2 separate regions of the Zea mays genome follow, and region 1 is linked to region 2. The links are chromatin contacts, called in public Hi-C maps. All regions are on one chromosome and are shown on one strand. The core of a region is the stretch at or near the end of the contact, and the rest is flanking DNA. Distances in the headings are between cores, read along the strand shown. Region 1 holds the start of LOC103635902 (CRM-domain containing factor CFM9, mitochondrial). Region 2 holds the start of LOC100280271.

Region 1 (5,372 bases), core at 1,592-4,091, 130 kb after region 2:
TCCATGTCCTCTATCCTCGTAATCTGAGTTTTCATTATTTCTGTTGAAACCCCTTCGATCACCTACGTCTTCCCTCTCCCAATATCGCATTCTTGAAGATTCTTCTTTCTCTGCAGCCTCTTCTTCCTCCCATTGCTTCTCTGCTGCACTTTCTATCTCTGAAATGAACCTGTCAAGCTCCTCCTGATCACTATCTTCAGATGGTTCATCACGTGGTTCTTTTATTTCAGAGGTCCCAGCAGAAGGTTGTGTGTCCCCACGGAAAATATACGGAGTACCTTGCTGCTCATCTATGGCTCGGAAGAACGTAGAGGCAACACGCTGGATGCTAGCCATAGCAACTGGGTCCTCTGGATTGATACCCTTACGACGGAGTTGGGTTTCTATTTTCTTGATGTTTAATTTTTGTGATTCAAGTGCTTGTTCAAATCTAGCCTTGAATAGTGCCTGCAGCAAGAATACTTGTATCAAGCCCCATGAGCCATAATAAAGAATAATCAATGTTACTAAATTATTCAGTAACTAAATGTTTTCTTAATACACTGATAGAGAGAAAAAAGAGCAAAGATGGAGATGATCAATTCGATGGGAAAGAAGGCTACTCCATTGGAGTTAGCCATATGAAACCTAAACAAACCAGTACTCTATGAATTTGTTGTTCACAAATGCCATCCAGTGAACATGCGTTATCCAGAGCAAGTGGTAAGCAGAATAGAAATAGCAAGGAAATGCTAACTGAGACAGACACATCAGTTGCAAGGGACTGACCTTCCTTTTGGTAAGTGTGTTGAAAGGTATAAGGTTCTTTGGTTGACGGTAGTTTCTTCCTCGGAACATGATGATTGTTTTGGTATTATGAATGTTGATCACTATTCCACCACTCAATCTTGTCAGCATTGCTGCCATTTCCTTAATCTTTTCCTTTGGGAAGTTGTCACAGCAAACTTGCACCGTCTCATGGAATTTCCAGTGCATATGCATGTTTTGAACAACACCTCCAAAGACTCCACGAACTCCAACAGGCACATAGTTTCTGTTTCTGAATCCAATCTTCTTGTAAGCTTGTAGTTGCTCTGCCGTTAACAGCTCAGGATCATGACGCGGAGCTGGTAAGTCTGGTAGCTCATACTTCTTGAGCTTCTGTAGGAGCAAAGCAACTTTTTTCTTGGCCTAGATAAAAGAAAACAGAGAATATGCTAAGTCAAGGACTTTGCTACTAAAGTAATAGACCACAGACAATAGACAATGCAGATTACCTATATCTTCATGATATATCTAGAACTTACATTTTTTTTATTTTTAAAAGGTGTCCCAGCTCAGCTAGGATTATGCATCCAGTAACTATGCTAATGAGCCATATGTTTTGTTATTTATGGGCACTGGTTTTTCTTCAAGCGTAAAATAGTGCAAGCACTGTGTTCATAACCAGGCACATGTATTCATTCAGAACATGAGAAATAGTTCATATGGCTTCAAATATGCCATGATTATAACATACATTACCACATAGTTTTGGATTCCAAAACCTTAAAGATAATGGGACGGTATGAGGCTGTGTGCAGCGGCTCCCGCTGCCGCTCCCCCTCCCCTCCTTTAGGGGGCAACACTACCCGCTACGAGCCGCAGTGTGATCCCCTAAATAGGGTACAGTGCAAGGGGGCAACCTTCTCTCTCCACAGATCTGGAGAAAGCCGCCGTCTTCCTCTTGCACTGTACGCCGTTGTTTTGTGTGCACTTGAGTGTTTCTTAGTTGGTAAAAAATAAGAATGGATGATGAATAGATATGAAAAATGATATTTTATGGTAGTAGTGGGGTATAGGGGGAAATTTTAGGGAGAACTGCTGCGGGATATGAAAAAGTAGAGGATGAAATATTGACGATGTGACGTAAAAAAGTTATATAGAGGGAGAAATTTAGGGGAAACCGCTGCGGATAGCCTGACACTTAAGTATGTGCACAACAGGTGTGGTTGACTTTCCAATCTTCTACGTTAGCTATTTGATCTATTCAGATAATAAACAGAGAATAGCCCCCCGATTCCTCCCCATAAATCATATAGGGGCCAACACTTTCAACAACCAAAAAAACATAATGAATCGCGTCCCACTTGGAAGAGGCTGGTCACTACTGATTAACGAGGGGAGGAAAATGGGGGAGGTTTGAAGCCTTCTTACCCTGCGCAGGTTGTAGATGAGCTTCTCGTCCTCGGTCATGAGCTTCTTCCTGAGCTTGACGGCGCGGCGGAGCTCCCGCTGCGTGCGGCCAGTCTCCCTCGCCATCCGCTTCTCCACCTTGCTCCGCATGCTCCTCCCCTTGGTAGACATCGCCCGCCGCCACCGGCTGTAGGCTCCCGCTCCCACCGCCAGCAACCCCGCGGGCGCCGGAGCGGAGGCCGAGGCCGCGGCGACCGCCTCGCCCCTCGCGGCCAAGCGCCCGGAGCTGTCCCGCCGCATAAACAGGCGCGCGCGCGCACATCAGAGATCGAGAGGGATGGGGGGAGAGCCGGTGCTGCTGCTCCGGGTCGATAGGGAAGGGGCGGAACGCACCTGCGGCGGAGCAATGGCGAGGCTGCCCGTAGGAGGCTCCACATGGCTTGTTGGGTGCGCGCCCGCCGCTGCCGAAGTTTGTGGGAGTTCTTCTGGAAGGCGCCGCCGCGGCGGGGCGGATGCGAGGTGGGTTTATGAGGCGGCGCGGCGCGGCGCGATAAACCCTGGCTGGTCGGGATCGGGACGGTGGGTGATGCCGGGGGGAGGCAAGGAACTTGATTGTCCGTCGGATGCGAGGCGGTAGCTGTGAGCCGTTTGCTCTGAGGGTCAATGAGGCGGCTGCAACGCAAACGTAGTCACCGTGGCGGGGAAGCCCAAACTACTGACTTCTATCCCGGGAAACAGAATTGAAGGAAAAATTGTAAAAGACACAATTTTGGACCTGCTGAGTTAGGTCTCACTCCTTTTACTCTCAATCTATATGGACTAGTAAATTGCTTCCGCAGTGAGTATTTTATCGATGCACTTTTATATTTTAAAAAGTATTGCTTTAGATATATAGAAACAACAATATATATGAATATATACACATAGAAATGATAAAATTATTTGAATAAACAATTGTTTGTAGAAACATAACATTTTTATATATGTGTGCATCTATATATGGAACCAATAAAATAATGGTGTTGGCGCCAATCACTGCGATGTGTATCGGCAACGGTGCTTTCTGCGGCAGCACGGACGGTTCGCGGTCGAGGGCCGGACGGATCGCGACCTGGCGTAGAGACGAGGGTTTCCTGCCGACGTGCCAGATGGTCCGCGCACGCACGGGCGGCGGAGTTCGCCAACAGCACCTAGATCTCGCTCCTGGGAGGGACCCCGTCGGGGAGTAGAGATCTTAGAGTTTGTCTTGTGATCGACAGGTCACGTAAGACGCCTCTAGATGACGTAGAGTCAGAGAAAGGTGAAGGTTATAAGGAGAAAGCTATGTTACTATATACTACTAGGACAAAAGGTAAAGAACGGAAGATATATTGATTATTGATCGATTATTGGTGATTGTAATCGGCCGTACCCCTTAATATATATAGGGGAGATTTGGACCCGTTCCTAGGCGTCTTCCAACAGCAACCGTGAGTTTAGAGGGATAAACTCGCACGGAAAAGGGATTAGTTGCGACTGATCTGATATATTCGCGGATCGTCCGCGTCTATGGGCGGACCGTCCGGTCCTTAGGGTCAGACCGTCTAGCCGTGCCTAGTGCCACAAATGGTGCTCAACACATGCTCCTGCATTTTGGAGAAGCTAAGCGAACCAAAAGTACTGGTACAGGCTAGAATCAACTCGATGTGACCACATCGGTTCTCTTGAGCATCTTGCCACATACTAGGATGGTATTGCTTCAGGAAATGATCGTTCAACGCCTTGGGCAAGTATTCGCCTTGTAATGTTGAGAGCACCTAGAGGGGGGTGAATAGGTGATCCTGTAAAATTCAACACTAATAACCACAAAACTTTGGTTATGAAGGTTAGAATGGTTAAGTGGCTTGAAACGAGCTCTTGTGAACACAGACAATCAAAGAGAAAACAATCACAAGAGACACGCGATTTTATCCTGTGGTTCGGCCAAGTAACACTTGCCTACTTCCACGTTGTGGCGTCCCAATGGACGAGGGTTGCACTCAACCCCTTTCAAGTGATCTAATGATCAACTTGAGTACTGAAAGTCACCTAGAGGGGGGGTGAATAGGCAAATCTGAAATTTACAAACTTAAGCACACACTACAAGCCGGGGTTAGCATTAGAAATATAAACGAGTCCGAAAGAGAGGGCGAAAAACAAATCACAAGTAAATAAGGCGGATGACACGGTGATTTATTTTACAGAGGTTCGGTTCTTGCAAACCTACTCCCCATTGAGGTGGTCACAAAGACCGGGTCTTTTTCAACCCTTTCCCTCTCTCAAACGGTCACCTAGACCGAGTGAGCTTTTCTTCTCAATCAATCGGGACACTAAGTCCTCACAAGGACCACCACACAATTGGTGTCTCTTGCCTTGATTACAATTGAGTTGGAAACAAGAAAGAAGGAAGAAGAAAAGCAATCCAAGCGCAAGAGCTCAAATGAACACAAATGTCTCTCTCTCTAGTCATTAATTTGTTTGGAGTGATTCCGGACTTGGGAGAGGATTTGATCTCTTTGATTGTGTCTTTGAATGAAGTCTAGAGCTCTTGTATGAGGTTTGAAGGCTGAAAACTTGGATACAATGAATGGTGGGTGGTTGGGGTATTTATAACCCCAACCACCAAAATAGTCGTTGGTGAAGGCTGCTGTCGCATGGCGCACCGGACAGTCCGGTGCGCCACCAGACACTGTCCGGTGCGCCAGCCACGTCACCCGGCCGTTGGGTTCTGACCATTGGAGCTTCTGACAGCTGGGCCACCGGATAGTCGCTGTTCACTGTCCGGTGCGCCTTCTTACGCCTATCCTGACTTCTACGCGCGCAGGCGCGTACTGTAGCGCATTTTTTGTTCGTTGCAGACGACCGTTGGCGCTGTGTAGCCGTTACTCCGCCGGCGCACCGGACAGTCCGGTGCTACACCAAACAGTATGGTGAATTATAGCGGAGCGGCTCCCAGAATTTCCGAAGGTGGCAAGTTCGGAGTTGGGTTCCCTGGTGCACCGGACACTGTCCGGTGGCACATCGGACAGTCCGGTGCGCCAGACCAGGGCACACTTCGGTAGTCTTTTGATCTCTTTGTTTGAACCTTTCTTGGTCTTTTAATTGGTTTGTTGTGAACCTTTGGCACCTGTAAAACTTATAATCTAGAGCAAACTAGTTAGTCCAATTATTTGTGTTGGGCAATTCAACCACCAAAATCA
Region 2 (5,241 bases), core at 1,558-4,057:
AGCCCACAATAACTTTTTTCACAGCCACAACGCAACCAAACAAACCCTACGACTCGCTGCGTGAAGATGGCGAGGAGGTCAGCCTCAATGAGGTCGAAGGGGACGTCGACGATATAGACGTAAGCCGAGTCGACGGCGAAGACAAACCGATATGTTCACTCTTGTCGCCAACGACGGTGCGGCGGTCATAACGACGGAGGTTGAGGCAGTGGGCGGGGTCGATGTTGCTCGTGGCGCGTAGCGGGTGGAGCAAGATGTCGTGGTCGTCGTCTGGGTGTCGACCACAATGCGAGAGCGAGAAGCTGTGGTGGCGCCATGAAGGCGGAGCGAGTGGAGGAGACACCGCGCGAGGGAGAAGGGATTGGCGGGAGCGGCGTTGAGGAGGAGGGATGCATGGGAGTTGTGGTGACGCCATGGTGGTGGAGTGGGTGGAGGAGCCGCCCGCGCGAGGGGAGAAGGAATTGGCGGCTGCGACGTTGATGAGGGATGCAAACGCTACTCCCGTGTGTGGATGGAGGATCCACCAAGAAAGTGGGGGAGTGGAGACAAAAGCTTGGGATCGAGAGGAAATTGAGGAACGAAGGAGGTTTGAAGCGTAGCCGTGGCAATAGGACGGACGATGCAGATTGATAGGAGGCAAAATCATGAAATGCTGGCTACCCCTGCAGTCTTAATATAGTAGTATAGATTGCTTCAACCGTATTCTTTATTATACAACAACAAAAAAATAAAGTAAATATTATATGTAACAAAATAATATAATTTTGAACACGCTGCTTGTCTGCTTTCACAGTCACTATATGTCAGTGTTTTGGGTCCGACCGCGCACCCAGGGTTACCCCTCAAGGTGCTTTTAGGAGTAGAACGGTGTTACCGACTGTAGCTCGATGGTTCGTGCTGGATGCACGAGAAATAGTGGACAATGATGTACAAGTTCGGGCCACTTTGAGATGCGTAACACCCTACGTCCTGGCGAGAATGCTTTATGTGATGAATTACAGGGGAGTTCTCTAGTGTTGGAAAACGTAGAGAGCGGGGTGAATGACTAAGTAATGAGTGATGTCGATCGTCTTGAAGGGGTGTCCCTAGGCCTTATATACTCGACCGTGGGGGCATTACATGTGGATATGATAACAACGTGTGCCAAAGTAATAGTGAACTAACTGAGTCTATCTTCCTATAGTTCAGCCGACTCATCCTCGCTCAGTTCCGATGTACGGGGCCCCTGCGTGGGAAGGTCGGGTCACTGTTGCGATCACGGCTCAAATCCATCGAGCCGTCTGGGTCTGCGTCGATCCAGTCTTGTGTCAATCTGCCTTACTGGACGTTTCTCCCAGGCCCACGAAGGGATGACCTCGCGAACTATTGGGTCCACGGGCCTTTCGTGAGGTCTTTTATCCTTCCGCTGGACCCGGGGGATATCTGTCCCCCACACTATACTACTCACATATCATTAATTTAGTATAGATTATATTAATTTATTCCAAAAAATAGATTTATATTAAATATTTGATATATTTCAGAGAATTTGGGTAGTTCAGGTACCAGATAACATTACCCAAACTACCCGAACTAAATTCATTTTTTTAGAATTGCTATCCAAAATTTTGATTGGGTATTTCGGGTTTGGGTACTTTGGAATTGGGTTCAGGTAATTTGGGTTTGGAGTTTGGGTATTAGGTATTTTGCCCACCTTCTTTAGCTAAAAAAGACGAGTGGCTGAAGAAGCTATAAAAAAGAGACCAGACTTCTTTTTCAGCTCATACATTTTTAGGTCTTTTGACTGAGATAAAATGTAATATTTTTTCTTGTGTGCTGTCACAACATACAAAGATTGTATTAGTTTTGATTGAGACTCTTAACTCACAATGACAGAACTTAACATGTAATCAGGAGGCTACGGCATGGCCAAGTGGTAAGGCAGGGGACTGCAAATCCTTTACCCCCAGTTCAAATCTGGGTGCCACCTGATCAATAAAATATTTAGGATTATAGTACTGATCAAACTCGACAAATTCGTACCCCCTAAGTTGGGGCACGAGAGTAACTAGGTTTGGCGATACTGGATTTTGAGAATCCATACCATAGTTCTACCCTCAAACTTTCTCCATAGATAATATGAAAAATGTAGTTTTGATACCAGATTAATCACAGTTTCGTGGTCAGCTATTACTACTTGTTGGAGACAGATGGGTCATTACCCACGTATTTTGCAGGGGAACAAACTTAGAAATCTCTCTCTAGATGAATTGGTTAGACTGTGGCAAGAGATTATCATCTGTATATTATGTATTAGAGCAACTTTAAGAGACTAGTTAGATCGTTTTATAAAGATAAATTTTAGCTATTATTAAAAGAAAATTGTCTCCAATAAACTCTATAAATATTTTGGTCTCTATTTTTAGATATCATGCTTCACTCGACACACAGAGTTCTGAGTTTGTTGGATTAGTCTACTCTTTTTGTGAAATCTATTTTAAAGAGTAGTTAAATTAGTAAATTTGGTTAATCTTTTGGAGTTGCTGGTATACCTATAGCGTATACAAGCAATTAGTGGTGGGCTTATTTGGGCCATCATAATCTCTAGTGGATTCGGCCCATCGACGATCCGACGGCGGACGCCTTAAACCCTTCTCCTTCCTTTGGTCCGCCTCCTCCCCGCCCCTCCGCAGTCGCAGTGCCGCAGCATCGTCGCCATGGCTCTCCTCAAGAACTCCCTCATGCTCCCGGGTCTCCTCAATTTCCACCCCCTCACATTTCCTTCTCTGATCTCTCCCCAAGGCTGACCCCCGGGTGTTTGTGGTGCAGGGCGGTTGCGCCATGCGGCGGCGGCGCTCACTGCGCGGCGCCACGCGGCGACGTTGACGGAAGAGTACGCGCGCCGGAACTACGCCGATAACAACTCCGAGTACAACACGGTCATCGGATCGCTCGTCGCTCAGCGCAGGCAAGGCAGTGTTGCTTTAATGATTGCCGCGTCCCGTTGCGTGCTAGCTGTTCGACGCATTGCCAAGCGGGAGGCGTTTTCGTTGAGATGCCTTGTTTTGGTTCTGTTGCTGCATATTAGCAGGCATGTGCTTGGTTTGGTCCCGTATGCAGGCATGTGCTTGCTGATTCGATTGTTCACTGGGGCCTTTCGTGTTGTGGGATTAATGGCCATGTGAAAATTGTACATAATATTGTGTAGCTGTAGGCGAATTTACCCTTTTGTGCATGACAATTCCGAATTCAAAGTTTCAAACTCAAGAAGTCCCTTTGTTCGTTGTGTCAGTGAGCCTGGCCACCTGAGCAACTAGACTGCCATGAATTCCCCCTAGAGAAACAGGAGGGATCACCTCGGTTACTCCCAAATGGCTTAAATATTGTACGATTTCAGTTTCTAATAATAAACATGTATGCACTGTTAAATTGTGAGAAAACAGGGGGCTGGCTATTAGCTTCTCATATTTCTTTCTTGGTTACGCACATATGTCCAGCTTGTCTGGACAGCCTCCTTTATTCTCGAAAAATATGAGAGCCTTATTTTTCTGATATTGTTTAACTAGTCATTTGTGGCCTCTAAGATATGAATTTTCTTGTTTTGTTTTCCTAAAGGTATGTCTATATAACTTTTAGCAAATTACTTTATGTCCTATGGTAATGCCATTTTTCATCATGTATATGCCCATCTTGAATTTTTGTTTCAGTAGAATGACAGCTCCCTTTTCAGAAACCACTATTTTCTAACATGATGCTTCAGTAGAATGACAGCTCCCTTTTTGTTTCAGTAGAATGACAGTTACATTCTCGTTATCTTTAGGCCCTACCTTCTGCGTGATGCTTACGACGACATGATGCTTGATGGCGTGAAGCCTGAGCGGGAAACGTTCCACACACTCATAGTCGGTACCATGAAAGGCAGCCGGCTACAAGATGCGCTTTACTTCCGTGATCAGATGAAAGAAATGGGTTTGAAGCCTGATGTTAGATTGCTGACTTCTCTCAATTCACTCCATTTCCTTTTTATCTGAGAGATATCAGTCTGATGTTCTTAATGGTTTCCAGGTTAACCTTTACAACTTCTTGATCTCCACTTGTGGAAAATGCAAGAACTCAGATGCAGCAATCATGGTTAGTTTTTCTGTGTACCTGAATGCTAACTGTGCTTTTATCATTATGATATCATTCTCATGCTTGAACTGCTTTATTTTGTTCTTCATGCTCACTGATGCTCCTGTCCTTTACCTGTAACAAAGCTTTTAGAAGAAATGAAGGCACATGATGTTAAGTTGAAAGGAGAAACCTACATTTGTCTACTGAATGCACTTGCATCAACAGGGCAAACTGATCAAGTGTAAGGCACAATTCTTGACAGTATTTATATGCTCCAACAGATATAACAATGCAACTATTGAAATTGAAATATAACATCACTTGTTGCTTGCCACAGTGCTACTGCCATTTATGGTGGTTCTCGCCACTCTTAGCATAATGACTTGAAGTTTATCAACACAAACCAGCAAAACAGTTTAGCGGAATTTTGTCAGTCGTACTTGTTCTCTACCCAAAGTTATAGGCTTGAATAGGAGCGAATGAAAAAAAGATACCACGTGCCTGAAACTTTATTTGTGGCTTCTGTTCGGTTTCAACTCTATCCTACACCAACTTGCTTGGGACTAAAAGGCTTTGTTGTCATTGTTGTACTTATTCTCTATGCATTTTGTTTGTTAAAGGTTCATCCACACTTCTAACAGTTAGCTATCATTTGAGAATATGAGATATGTAAGTACTGATCTCATGGATTTGAAGGTTTAGAGTAATGCAACTTTCTGGTAATTTCTTGCTGATAACATCAGAGTTGGTGTCTTTAGTGTCTAGGGTATGGTTGCCAGGTAGGCCTCTCAGCTGTGCTATTTGTGAACACATTTGTAGTTTACCCTCAGCTGTGAACACCTTCTGGTTTATCTATTTACTTGCACGAGAAACTTATATGACAAGAATTTGTTTTGATAGTTATGCCATAGTTAGTGATATGAGTGCTGCTGGACTTGGATTAAACAAGTTTTGTTATGCTGGATTGATAACTGCATTCAAGAACAAGACACCAACCGCTGAGGAAACTATGGCGAAGGTATGGTACACATGTGTATGTCCTTAAGGATGTACTTAACTAAATCTTAATGTTCTATAACTTCTCTTTCAAGCAGATTCTTGACTTCGTCGGGCAGTCGAAAGGTTGGCAATATGTTGAAAGAGTATCAA

Evidence for each region. A called contact is a pair of places that touch in the nucleus more often than the background predicts.
Region 1: a contact with region 2 is called in a Hi-C map of ear, with 2.2 times the contacts expected there. The contact joins the promoter of LOC103635902 here to the promoter of LOC100280271 in region 2. A contact is called at or near these places in 2 of 25 Hi-C or Micro-C datasets (ear and endosperm).

Annotation. Positions count from the first base shown.
Region 1 is chr8:131,820,464-131,825,835 of Zm-B73-REFERENCE-NAM-5.0, forward strand. It overlaps LOC103635902 (CRM-domain containing factor CFM9, mitochondrial), which reads right to left and starts at 2,842. Exons shown (of 4, transcript XM_023300839.1): 1 at 2,548-2,842; 2 at 2,176-2,440; 3 at 769-1,170; 4 at 1-447. The coding sequence starts at 2,591.
Region 2 is chr8:131,690,278-131,695,518 of Zm-B73-REFERENCE-NAM-5.0, forward strand. LOC100280271 reads left to right here and starts at 2,808. Exons shown (of 12, transcript NM_001153199.2): 1 at 2,808-2,947; 2 at 3,800-3,962; 3 at 4,045-4,110; 4 at 4,236-4,333; 5 at 4,993-5,110; 6 at 5,187-5,241. The coding sequence starts at 3,831.